Linked DNA regions of Gossypium raimondii: region 1 is linked to region 2. Evidence: chromatin contacts called from public Hi-C data. All regions are on one chromosome and are shown on one strand. Each heading gives the region's core, a stretch centred on a gene start, on an enhancer-like site or on the middle of the called end of the contact. The rest is flanking DNA. Distances are from core to core; before and after follow the strand shown.

Region 1 (7,492 bases), core at 193-2,692, 160 kb before region 2:
TGTAAAAAATATTATGTGGGTTTTTTTGGATTGGTTCCGCCGTTAACAAGCAAATCATGCTGCATTTTCTTTATTCCTTGCTCTATATTTTTAATTTTTTAATTTTTTTAATATTTTTCATATTAGTTTTATGATTTATATTCAAGATTCGTAACTATCTTTTCAATAATATTATTTTAAGGTTTAAACTTCATTTTCTCTTATAATCTGTCTTACCACTGCATCTAATATTTTTTATTATTTTAGTTTTGACTAGATGAAAAGTTTATAATATAATAATGCTAATTATTTTTAAAATCATAAAAGATATCTAATTAATCTAAACAATTAGTTTTGAACTAAAAACATAAAACTCTCAAAATACTTAAAAATTCTTCAAAATTCGGAATAAATAAACAATAAAATAATAATACCTAATAAATACTATACTGCACTCATATAAAATAAAAACATAAGCCTAAAGATCGAACCTAATAAGATTTAAACTCGAATTAAAAGCCCGAAACTTGTAATTTCCGTAATAATCTCGTCTAGAGATTCTACTTGTGCAGTCTTCACTAAAACGGTCATAACTTGAGCTCCTAAACTCGAAATCAAGTGATTCAAAGTGTATTTCAAAACTAAGAAATAGATCTTTGAACCCTATAAGACATCTCAACCCAAATATATCTGGATCTTACCCAAAAAGTCATCGCAAGTTGATTGATTTTCCAAACTTGAAAATTCACACATTCGATGAATGAAATTTAATAAATTTCATCCCATCCATGCATGTTTTCAAATCAGATTGGGCTTGAAAAAAATAAGCCTATTTTTTAGGCCACCCGAACTTAAAAAATTGATTTATATACCTTATATGAGTCTGACTCAAACCTGACTGAGCCCAGGAGCACCTCTAAGCTATTATTCATTATTATAAAAAATTAATTATTTAAGAAAGAGAATGAGGGAAGGAGTAGAGGTGAACATGGGTTGGGTTGGGCTATAACAAAATTTTAGGCTTGTTTGATAAGCCCATCCCGAATAAAAAAGATAAAACCCGAGCTCAACCCGGCCTGCCCGTATTAATTATTTTATATTATTTTTTATATAAAAATAAATTTAAAATATATAATACATCAAATACACTAAAAATATTAAAATAAATGTTTCCCAACAAATTAAAAATAAATTAAAAAAATCTTTATACTTAAATAATACTATTATAAGTACAACTTAACAAGTTATATAATATCCAAATAATAACAATAAAATAATAACAATATAATAATAAAATGGCAACAAAATAATAGAAAACAACAATATTTTTTTTACAAATTCAAATCAAGTCGAACTCAAAGAAAAAACTTACTCGAAATCTGACCTATTTTTAAAGTGGGTCTTATTTGTTTGCTAAAATATATTTTTTTAACTTATATTTTTATCAAAACTCTCCTAGTGTTTTTGGGCCGGGTTGAGTGTACCAACCAATTATCAATTATCAATGATCAGGTGTAGGAGGAAGTAAGAGAAGATACGTCGGGAGGAATAGCGCGTGGTCGACTTGCCAAGGAATGAAAAGCATAGAGGAAAAACCATCCTCATGTCCGTTCTCTTCTTTCTTTTTCCTTTTTGGTTTAAAAATTTTTATTATTTTTATTTTCTTTGATGTTCTTTTATTTCCTTTTTCTTTTGAAATTTCAGGAATTTGTTGCGAAACCTGAGTCATTATTCCTGGTAAGTTAAATTTTCTATTTAGTTCCTCTAATTTTTTTCTATTATTGGTTCAATAAATCGGGCGGGTTTGTCTATTATTTTCACTTGTTGGCAATTGGACACTGTGTTGTTCTTTTAAATTTATGATTTTGTTTTAGATTGTTTCATTTTGGTTAAATTAGGCAGTCATTTTGAGATAATATTAGAGATGGAGATGAATTGATCTAATTGAAACCTAATCTTATGCGATTTAAGCTTGTAAAACATAGACTGCAAAGATATTGATGGTTCTAAAAATTTTAGTGATGGGTTTATTTTCACCGTGATTATTTGAAGGTTGTGCTATAGATGCATTATTTGTCGTACTTTTTTTAGAAAGTTTTAGGAAAATGATGATTGATGGGAAGAATAGTAGATATCGAACTGCATGTACAAAAACTGGAAGTTGATATATTCTTTTTTGTACATAAAAGAGGAAATAAAAATAGATTTGAGGCTTTTATAAGTGTTTTTTTTTTTGTATCTAAACAATCTTTTATGTCAGGTTGATAGGTTAAATAGTTGTAGATATTTTATGATGGTGACCTTTACATAATTTGATCAATAGTCTTGAAAACAGAGACCTATGAACTGTGGAGTCGAGACTACCTATTAATTGCTATTATATGTATTATCACAACGTGATGTTGTTAACATTATTTTAATGGTTTATAGATTAGTTGTTTGGTATTGTATAGCTGCTAGCCAAAAGACCTGCTTCTGTGAGTTGAGTATTAATTGCATTCATTTTCACTTCCTTTGCTTCTTCCCCTATGTCTAAAGCAGTTTGGGCATTATTGCTATCTTAAAATGTTGTTTCCTGATTTGTTTTGGGAGTTTAGTGGTTGTTGAAGCTTTAGATCTTCTATCTTAGTTGCAGAGCTTATGAACACACAAATTTCTCATTAATAACCTGTCATAACTCATGGAAGTCTATTTTGTCTACATTTTTGGTTGTTCTTATTAGCGGTTCACCAATATTGTTTAAAGTTCTTGTCATTTGTTAATTATATAGTAATCAACTTTGGTGTGGTCTTTGAACTTAGGCCTCATTCATCTTCTTGTTCCATGTTAATGGAGACTTATATACATTATTGGCGAGGACTATTTTCTGGAAAATTTTCACCACTGTTGATAACTAAAAATTGTTCATGTACCTCTAGATATGACTAGGAGAAAGCTTTTCGAATTGAGTTGCTCACTGCCTGGTTCTTAAGGCATTTGCAATTTCAATAAGTAGCATGGCTACTTATAGGATTATAAATCCTGAGGTTATCTGGCTATTTATATGTTGCAGATTGAAAGCTTACAAGTTTGGGCTGCAAATTTTAGGTCTGCTTTGCAACTTTGTGTTGCTATTGATTTTGATCTTGACATAATATTGCATCCCTGAATTTGCTTCAGTTGTTTGAAGTGAAAGAACGAGTAATGAAAGCTTGTGTCAATATTTTGATTTTAAACAAATTTTACATCTTTGAAATTTGATTTTAAACAAATTTTTTGAAGAAGTTAAATATTTGATTAAACAGTCTCATGAGAATTTGTGTTAGTATAGAATAAAGAGAAAAGAATAGTGAAAGAATGTGTGCATGTTAGATACAATTATAGCTGTGTTTCTTTTAAAAGTTCAATTGGCTTAACTCGATGTCTGATCTATGTTACAAACTAATTGGGAGGGTGGTTACTTCCCACTTACACTGTACTTCAGTGAAGATTATCATAGCAAGCCTCCAGAGTGTAAATTTCCACAAGGTTTTTTTCCACCCAAACGTTTACCCATCTGGTACTATTTGCCTTTCGATCCTTAATGAGGATAGTGTAAGTATTTTCTCCTCTTGATTGTTGTTTTACATACTTGGATCAGAGTGATTCCATCGCTCCATCTTGGAGGTTTAAGGCCATTTTTGTTTCCATAGGGCTGGAGACCTGCCATAACCGTGAAACAGATTCTTGTGGGAATCCAGGACTTGCTGAATGCACCAAATACTACCGATCCTGCTCAAGCTGAAGGGTACAACATCTTGATACATGTATGTTTCTTGAGTTGATTTTGCATTGACTGGATAATCTTGATTATGAACTGAATGATTATAACGTTCCTGATATCATTTTTAAATCGATCTAACTCATTAAACCTTATTCTATTTAAGATGGTTATTGGTTGCTAAATGCAATAAAGTTTCTAGGCATGGCACTCTGTATTCCTCCCTTTTCGAGGAGCTTCAATTAAAGTAAAATCATAATCATTTAATCATATATACTTTCTCTTTCTTTTGCACGATGCTGATGAATATAAGAGAAGGGTCCGCTTGCAAGCAAAGCAGTACCCGCCTCTGGTCTAAAGTGTTATTAGATAATTAGATTTTGTTCAACGTTGCCAGTAAACATGGCGGCTTGCTGCATCATGTATATGTTAGGCATTGTCTTCGCTAGAGAAAATTGCCTTTGATATTTGGTAATATTCGCAGTTACCCTTTCGTCTAAATTGTATGATTATGAACCAACATTTGCGTTCATCAGAGTTTGTTTGTTATTTACAAGTAAATTTGTAACTTGTCAAGTGAAAGGTTTTTTCTTTCAGGTCTTACTTTATGGACTAGAGACAAAATGTCCAATGATGTATTTGTGCAAAAGACAATTAAAAGTTTCAAGTGGTTTATTGATGTAGCCAAAAAGAACAAAATTATGGTAAAAAAAAAAAAAAATCTTGTTTAATAGGTAGTTGATAAAAATAAGATTTAATTGGTGTAGAATACATTATGATCTTTAGTGGCGGGATCTTCCACGTGACATAAAGCTTCAGCCATTGGATATTAAAAGTAAATTTAAAATATCCATTTATAAACTTCAAACTTAAAATAACCTATTACCATAATTTTAATAATATTAAACATTGTCGACTGAGACTTAGTTCGATTGGTATGGGTATTGTTATCAGTACAAGAGAACATGAGTTTAAATACGTTAAAGCGTATTATACTCCTATTTATGAATTGGCGAGAGGCTATGAGTAGTTTTAGGCTCAAAAAGAGGAAATATGATAAAAACTTACAATGAAATTGTTTAAAAAAAATATTAAATTGCTTTGAGCTTTGAACCATACTTAGACGTATAGGGATCACTCAGATTTGGCCAAATGGAATGTATATTTGACTTTAGTGTTTGTATTTTGTAATCGATTCACAGTCAATTGGCTTTTTGCTTGTTTCAGACTAGTGTATTGGTTGATTGTCAATCCAATTAGTCCAGCTCGATTTTGAAAGCAATGAATTTGAGATGTAAACATTGTAAATTGTGTTTATGTTATAAAGATCTTATTAAGTGGATGTCCATCATGATCAATATAAAGTTTTAATGTATTTTAAATTCTAATAGTTATTAGAATTAGATCTCTACTCCTTTTATACTTTTTTGTCTATAAATAGAGACTTTGATAAAACATTGTAATTACCCCTTTTGATCAATAAAGTACATCTTCTATTACTTTCATATTTTCTTTGTTCTTTATTCTCTCCACCTCTCTTTATTTTATAACACGTTATGAGCACGATCTTGCTCAAAGTGATAGTTCCTTTTATCGACGATCAAATTTGTCCTTCATGATTTTCAATATTTTTTTACGACAAGATGCAAAGTTTTTACAGGAAGTTTTTTTTATTTAATATTTCATATCTGATTATTATTTTTCATTCTTTTCTCATTATACATTATTATTGTTTTGATTAACTTATTTTACTTTATGTTCTTAAGGATGGTGAAAGATTTGTTACCGTTATCTATATGAAATTGAGAAGTAAGATTCACTTTTAAAGTTTGTTTTTAATATTTGCTTGGGATGATCTATTTTCTTCATTACAAAGGATGTTCATAATCACTACTTCTCATCCATGGTAACGTAAGTCAATCTAATCAATTTCTTTTGAAATTTGACTTGATTTCTATTAAAAGTTCAATTTATATAATTCACTATCCGTATCTCTATGAATTTATAAAACCCTTTACGTATTTAGTTATTAGGATTTTTATGTGGAGATAAATATTTTTTCATTTTTAATAGAATTGATTGGTTTAATTTTGATTTTGATTAAGATATATGATTATTGTAGAATATGAGTAAAAATACTTACTTGTCATGACCTTTGGGATATTCACCTTATCTGTGATAATTTCATATCATTGTAAAATTCAAATGAAATTATGTCATAAGAGGTGGAGGTTAGAAAATATTTATGTTTAAACTTTTATAGTTGTAAATTTATTTTAATTTGACATTATAATATTTTGTATTTTGTTGTGGTATGATATATAAAATATATATTATCTAACCACAATGATTTATTAGTGACATAAATTTATTATTTGTTACGTTTAATATATGTTTTATTTATACTTATTCATTTTATTTTATATGAATAAATAAAATTTTATTTAAAATAAATTAAGCATTCATTAAGGTTATACAATAAAATGATTATATGCTCTGAAGAGCTAATATTGCATCAAACTGTAAAAAGCTCTTTAAAGCTTATATTTTAGCTCCTTGTGATGCAAAATTTTGTAAAATATAATATTACTTTTCAGATCAAGAAGATATATGTTGAATATAACATTCATGTGTTTTACATTAAAACCATATATATAAATAACATGAGATACTCATGTATTTGTATTATATATATTCCCCAAAGGAATACATTACACTATATGATTGAAATATCTAATGTGCTCCTGCAGAACAATATTGTGAAAATGACGAACGATCTCATACTTTCTAGTGGCTAAGCAAAATAATATGTTACTAATGAAAAACTATGAAATTCTTTCTACTAGTTTTGCTTCATTCCTTGAAGTGAATGTAGCAGATATAATAATTATGAAAAATGAAAATATAGAGATCATGATTGTTGTTATAATTGAGGATGTGATTGGAGACTAATCATGACAACATGAATAGATAGATTTTGATTTGAAATCCACGCATGTTTTTGCGATGGTGATTATGAAATAAAAAATTTATTGGAACGTTTATAAGTCCGTCTTAGTAAATCTATTGCATTCCCCGAAGTGAACACAAAATAAAATATAAATCAATATTATTCCAATATTTGGTAGTACAAAATTAGTCGAAAACTCTAGAAAAGTTAATGTAATATTATCTTGTTATGGTTAATCCACTGGTTTTAAAAGATATTTATAATGGATCTCATATTGAGATTGTGAATGAAGAAAAATATTATTTTTAATATTTGAAGATTTTGGCATATTTCTGAAGTGAATATTACATATAATTATTTGAAAATTATATTGACTTAGTGGCATTATAGACTTCACATTGATTTAGACATCTCCAGTAGTAAATGTCACAATAGTACTTATATGTGGATACAAAGTAAAAGGAATGATAGTAAAATTATCAATTTGTTACAATTTAGTACAATTGAAATGCATGTTAAAGTAAACCAAAAGTTTCTTGATACAAATGCGTTTACTACTTAGCGTGACCAATTAGACCATATTGGATTAAATATGATGCAAAAATTAATTGAGAATTTATATGGAAATTTATTAAAGACCTAGAAGATTCTTTAATTAAAAAAATTCTCATTTGTTATTTGTTTTCAATGAAAATTGATTATTAGAAACTCACTAGTTAAAGTTGAGATTTACTGTCTTGCATTTCTGAAATGAATATGGACCCATTCATCCACCATGTGAATGATTTTGATATTATATGATTTTGGTAGATGCATCTACAAAA
Region 2 (7,070 bases), core at 2,756-5,255:
GTATGATTGTATGATCACAAATGGAATATATTGATTAAATGTGAGTTAGTCGGGTGTTGTTAATGGATCAAAGTATGAAGTCTTAAATGGTGCTAATGCATTAAGAGTCAGTCAAGTGAGTCTGTTTCTGTTCACCGTGGTGGAGTCTAAAGGGATCCGTTGGGACTAAAAACATGATCTCTAATATGAATCTTGAAGAAAAAGCCCATGGCCATGGCACCTTCTGAAAGGAACTAAAGGATGGTGATTACCCAATGGGGTTCTCTGCGTGTCCCAGGATGATGATGGGCAATCCTCACATAACGTGAGTTTAGGCAAATCCATATCATAAACACGTCAAATAAGAAAAACCTTTGTGGTGTAATATGAAAGAAAAGCATATGGCATAATATGAAAGAAAAGCCTTTGTGGCGCAAAATGAAAGAAAAGCCTTTGTGGCGTAATATTAAAGGAATGCCTTTGTGGCATAATATAAAAGAATAGAATTTGTGGTGAACTTTAAGTGGATCTCCTTAGTGGTGTGTTCTCTCTGATTGCTTGTATGGTGTATTTTGCTAAGTCTATGTGGCATGAACTGTCAAGAATATCTAGTAAGCTATGAATCTAAATGTCTGTCTCTATGGAAAGATATTAGTAAGTTCTAGTAGTTCTGTAATATGTATAACCTATATAAGGTATTTATATGCTTTGGAATAAGAGTTTTTTTTTTTTTTTGACAAAAGCTTTGGAATAAGAGTTGAATAAAGTCTTAAGGGATTTCCATGAAAATGAGAGGTATATCTATAAGTCAAGAAAGGTGTTTCTTATAATGATCTGTAAGTATCAAAAGTAAAGGTTATCACATCTTTCAAATTTATTCTGAATCTAAGTCAATGTTGTTTTGAATTATGAGATTATGTTATAGCATGATATGGAGTTCACTTGGATGTTGCTCGTAGTGAATTACCAGTACAGGTATAAGAACTTAAATGAATCAGGGCATATTTGAGTAAAAATCAATAGTATGAAAAACTATGTAAGGATCCGACATATGTATGTGTTTGGCCAAGACAATGAAAGTAAGAAATTAATTGGAAGAAGAGCATGAGTTGAGTTATGGATTGATGGAAGTGGTTTCTAAGGGTATTCTCTTACAAAAGTATATTGGAGCTAGAAAATCATGAAATAACGAGAAGGGCCCTCCTGCTAATTAAGTACAAAAGATTAAGTATAACAGGGATGTGATAATTGGCGTGTACATGAAGAATAAGACCTTACGATATCAGTCATAGCAAATTGCAAAGAGTAGAAGTTGAACCATGGAAAGTCCTAAAGTATTACAAGACTCCGCCAAGGTACTGTTAATGAACTCACTAAATACTTCTGTACTTACGAGGTTATTACTTTTTTTCATGTTTGTTGAGAAGTAGATTTGCCTAGAGGGACAACACCAAAAGTACGCCAAGCTGGTGGCGAATTGGGCTATAATGCATACAGAAGACTGGTGGTGCAACTTTAAAAAAAAATTTAAGTCTATATTAAATAATTCCCTAACTTGTAGAGATTTGAATAAGATGAGTTGTAATAAAATGTTTACCATGTACTCCATTTCAAATTTTTAAAAATGTTGAGATTTTCTTATGGACCTCAAATAACAATCTTAAAAAAGAAATAATAAACTTTTTTTGCTAAATGTTTTGCACCGCCTAGTAACACTCGAGATCCGGACTCGGTAAATCGGGTTGAGTTGAGGGTGTTACACATAACCTATTGCTTACTCAAGATTGAGGTAAGCCACACTATGAATGTCAGAAGTAAATTAATCCATAAATGAATCTAGGATGAATTCAACTTGGATTTTGTCCGATGTGTTGTCAATTCGAACAATCACATTTTTGTCTCTATCTTAGAAGAGGAAACCACTCTAATACCCAAGACAAGGTATCTCCCTATTTGGACTTGATAGACAAGATAATAGCCTTTTAATCGATTTGCTTAATTTCGATTCATAAGACTATGGACCTTTTAGATTACCTACTAATTCAAGTTGTCTTCTCACATCACAATCCAACCATTATACAACTTAGTATTAGTTAAACACTAGGTAATCAATGAGTCAATATTTGCTTATATTTTGCTTTGCATGAAAAAATTGTTGAGGACATGTACAAACAAGATTAATGTGAATAATGGAATTTTATTTAAATCAATCTATTAAAAAAATTACAAGCATAAATAACGAATAAACTACACTCAAGGCACAATATCCTAACATACTTTACCCAACATTATCACTCAAGGAGTAATTCTCTTTAAAGTGGTCGAATCTCCGACACCTATGGCAAATTGTTGGAAGTTCCTCATATTCAATATATTTCTTAAACCCTATCAACCCCAATAAAGAAGACAATAGGGTTGTTCAAGTCGATCACAAAAACAATCCTCATAAAGCACCCCCAATTACCAAAATTTGTATATTGTAGTCTATTTTAACCACCTTACTAATAACCTTAGCAATTGCCCTCATTAAGCCCATGGTACATATATGGGAGTCTTGGTAAATGAATCTAAGCAACAATTTTCGATAGATGTGACACTTTTGTAGAAAACTCGTGGCTCCATGGCTGAACAATAAGATAATGTCCATAGACCATCCAAGATCCTCCCACCAAGACCTTTTGGTTGGCAAACTTCACAAGGAAATAATTATTATCCAGATTGACAATTTTGAATTCACCAACAACTTCCCAAAGGCTTTTAATTATGTTCTCAAGTGCCCGATACCCAATTGTTCAACCAAGAAAACGAACAATAAGCATTTGGTGCATACTCTGATCAGTTAGACCATGACCTCTTTTAGAAAAGCAAATATCTAGATAAGGGTCATCCGTTGAGATATGCACATCATCTTCATGTAGAGCTTTCTCATTATCATCCAAGAACCCCTTCTGTCTTATTGTCTCCATGTGCATTTGCCATAAACTTCTCCTTAAAGATTGCCTCCTCCATTTCCAAGTCATCACTATTCACAAGTAATGGATCCTTATTCTCTACCTTCTTCACAGCTCGCTCTAACTCAGCCCGTGGTAGAGAGATTTCTTTAACTTCTTTACCAACAATAAATGCTTATGGCTTGCATAAAAATTAAAACCAAAACTGATATAAATGAAAATTCGATATTAAACATTTTAGTTGACAATACAAATATAAATACACCTTCAAACAGTTAAAATGTGAAATTAAAAACCCACTGATTACAACTACAAGTTCAGTATGTTCAAGACATCCGCGTTCCACCCGTCAATTATTTATTTCTATGTTTCTGAATTTTAAAAGACTCCAATTAACAATGAAAGCTATAAATTTTAACAAACGTGCTAAAAAAAAGTTTATAAAAAGCCCATCCACCCATATGGTTATTGCGTGGAGAGAAAGTCAATTCCTAACGGTATCTATCCACCGACCGAACACCGACCTACCCTATCTCTTAGCTCTTGCTCGCCTACTCACTCCTTTAAAAACAAAACTATTATAATAAAAAGATGGCAAAACAAACAAAGATAGAATCATTATCATGAAATTGAGTTTAATTATTGATTAATTAAAAAAGGTTGAGAAAACGAAAAAAGTAATTTCCTTTTTAAAACCCTTTGAAATTCACTTCACTTGCCCACAAAACGACAATTCCTCCAATCCCTCCATCACCGCCTTCCTAATCACTTAATTGTTTGCGTGATCAAGTTTCTTTTATGTATTCTTTAATTAATGATTAAAGTATACCGTAGTGTGAAATCTTAGCTAAACAAACACCTAAGGACACCGGTTTCATCTCTCTATTTTAATATGAAAGAAATGAGATTAATAAATTCTATTTTGAAAGCATCGCAATAAGAAAACAAAATCATAAACTAATATTTAAACAATAAATTAGGTGTAACATAAGTTTGAAATCAAAGATAATAAAAGAAAATGGAAGACAATAAAATTCATATTTATATACCAAAGACAACCCCAACATGCCAAGCTTTAAAGCATCCAAGTCCACGCCCCGTTTCCCTTTTTCCCCCAGTTATAACAATTACTAAGAATAATAATATTGTGTATGTTGTATTTATAACAAAATTCCCTTACTCCACACATAGATTTGTGTCGGTGAATTTGGATTTTCTCTTTTATAGTTTTTCTTCCTTCTCTTTCTCTCTGCCTTTCTTTGTTTGTTCTAACATATAACTTTGTTGTGTCGGAAAAACATTACATTTCAAACACGACACAACCAAACTAACTATGTCATCTCCAACTCTCCATTCTTCTCCTCCCCCTTCATAGTTCCAGCTTTCTTCCCCTGTTCTAATAAAAACCCAAGCCTCCCGACTACACAACCCAGAGTTGAGGAACATAGGATTTCTCCAATAATTTGCAAGGCATGGAGAATGGAACAGGAGTTGTTGCTTCAAGGGAGAGTTCGAGGAAGTCCACGGCGGAGAGGCCTTACAAAGGGATAAGGATGAGGAAGTGGGGGAAATGGGTGGCTGAGATTAGGGAACCCAATAAACGGTCGAGGATTTGGTTAGGGTCTTATTCAACACCTGTTGCGGCGGCTCGAGCTTATGACACGGCGGTTTTTTACCTGCGTGGACCGTCGGCGAGGTTGAACTTTCCTGACCTTTTGGCGGGAGAGAGAGTTGGCAGCGCCGGTGGCGGCTCTCTCGGTGGGGATTTGTCAGCGGCTACTATAAGGAAAAAAGCTATTGAAGTTGGTGCTAGAGTTGATGCTCTTGAGGCAGCTCATCACCACCACCACCACCACCATCATAATCATCGTGGTCATAATTATAATCATGGTTATGACGAAGAGTTGAAGCCAAGTACAGGCGGTTTTTTACATCGGGTTGACTTGAACAAGATGCCCGACCCGGAAGATTCAGATGGTGAATGGGAAAGGAAATAGGAAGTTAAAAAAAAAATTGATTGAATCATGACCCTCCAACTTTTATGATGTAATTTTTGTTCCGTCTCTTTTGGCGGCAACCCCGAGGGAAAAAAGGAAGGGGACAAGGGGGGTGGTTGCTAAAATGCACCGGGGGCAATTCCTATCATGCACACTGTAGTGGAGGTAAGTCTAGGTTACGCTGAAAAAATGATGAAACCTTTTGTATTAATTATTAGTCGTAATGAAAAATCTTTTTGGTTTTTCTATTTAGGCAGTTTTTCTTTTCATTGGTGGGATTTGACGGTGGTAAAAAATTTGACCACTGGAGAAAAAGAAAAAGGATAATTGTATATTTGGCTCTAACCTCTAATTTCTATACTTCATTTACAGGGTTTTTTTATTATTAATTTGGTTGTGCTTGTATAGGAAGCCTCTTCACTGTGATTCAGTAAAAAAGATATGTAATTACTTTGGTGTCACTCCTGTTCTTCGGGGAGAGTGGAGGGACCAGATGTGCAAGTTGAAGCGACATATAGTCTAAAGATCACTCCCCACCGGAAAAAAAAGCAAATAAAGTGAGGAAATAGATATAATTATTTTAAAAATAATTTATAGGTTAATTATTTGTTTTATATAATATTATCTTTTTAAAAATATATATTTTGTGATAGTATTAGATAATTAGGAAAGGACAAGAAGAGATGAAAAAGGGAAAATGCAGTGGCCTACACATTCGGGCAGTTAGGTGCAAATTGGCCATACTAACCACTAATGCTATAACTACTAGAGTGATAAGATTTTGAGGTAGGTATTTTTCTGGTTCTCCACTCTGGATGTGGGACACGTGAAGCTAGAATAAAAATAATAATAAAAAGAAAAGAACGATTGCCGTCCTCCTGGAAATGGATGATGATGTTTTGGTCGGTCCAACTTGGCTGTTGCGGAAGGTTTTTTTTCATAATAATCTATTACATTAGTTGTCAAATCTCGCCCCTCCTTGACAATCCAAAAACACCAATACGATTTTTATGCTTTGACTTGTTTTCTTCTTCGTCCTCCTTAACAACTACTTTCTTCCAATCACCGAAAGAAACTTGTTTGTTTAAGAGTAACTTAAGAATCTTCAATGCCCATTGGCCTCTTTTGATGTAGATATTTGGCCAATTAGCCGTCTATCAAATCTGCGGATTTAAGGGATTGACATGAATTTCTTCTTAATTACTGCGTGTTGACCCTGGTGAAAGAGTTGTATGGCTATAATGTAAATCCCATACTAAATACAGGAGTAAATTTTGAGAAAAAGGTAAAACACAGGACAAAATAAACGTACTGCACGTGTCATCTTCTCTCTCCAATTTGTTTTTCATTTGAGTTAAGCTTTTCCTTAGTTATCGAGCTTTATCTAAGGGCAGCTCTTACAACATCTCTTCTTGTGATGATACCGATCTTCAAATGACAGGAAAAGCGCTATGTAATATTTAAGTGACACGTTGAATCCAGTTCTAGTGGTAGGTCGATATGGATTTGGATGAAAATCTTAGCTTTGAAGCTTAATGCTTTCCTATCATACCAAAAGAATGACATATAAAAGGGGAAGCAGTCAAGCTTTAGTGTCAAACCGAAGTGTGCAAAAGTTGGTTGTTTCACGTACGACTAATGGAGCTGCTGTCACTAAATCCCCAACTACCGGTCCGTTGGTTTCATTGAGTATCTTATGTACTTTGTTGAAACTCTGCAAAATTGAGGACCATTGAGTTGGACATACTGAAAAAGTAAACGATAAATACAAATGAGTTTTCGAACCAATTGCAGTAAGCTAAAATAGAAACAACAAAGTTAAGCAGCCTGAACCAGCCAAGGGATTCCTAGGGTGGTTTAGTATATACCCCAACTAATGCATGGCAGGTAAATTGTTTTAATAACGTGAGGTGTGACTCGCATTTATCGGATGTTTTGCAGGTATTTAACAGAAACAAACGTGTGACATCACGACGAGGAGACATGTGATGTTCGATGACATGACAAGTAAGGACGACATCACGACAAGGGTCGTCGGGACAAGGCGATAATCTTTTGAGGTAGGAGCAGGGGCGATGTCATGACGTCACGACGATATCTCACCTAATGTAGTCGCGTTTTAGACTCCAAGCAAGACTTTTTC

The links. A called contact is a pair of places that touch in the nucleus more often than the background predicts.
Region 1: a Hi-C map of leaf shows a contact between it and region 2, with 2.8 times the contacts expected there. The contact joins the promoter of LOC105763381 here to the promoter of LOC105763380 in region 2. A contact is called at or near these places in 2 of 2 Hi-C or Micro-C datasets (both in leaf).

The regions. Positions count from the first base shown.
Region 1 is chr12:15,027,966-15,035,457 of ASM2569854v1, reverse strand. LOC105763381 (SUMO-conjugating enzyme SCE1-like) reads left to right here and starts at 1,442. Exons shown (of 4, transcript XR_008192014.1): 1 at 1,442-1,584; 2 at 1,684-1,716; 3 at 3,443-3,552; 4 at 3,651-3,990.
Region 2 is chr12:14,867,013-14,874,082 of ASM2569854v1, reverse strand. It overlaps LOC105763380 (ethylene-responsive transcription factor RAP2-10), which reads left to right and starts at 4,005. Exons shown (of 3, transcript XM_012581617.2): 1 at 4,005-5,092; 2 at 5,336-5,484; 3 at 6,869-7,070. The coding sequence starts at 4,403. The coding sequence ends at 4,927.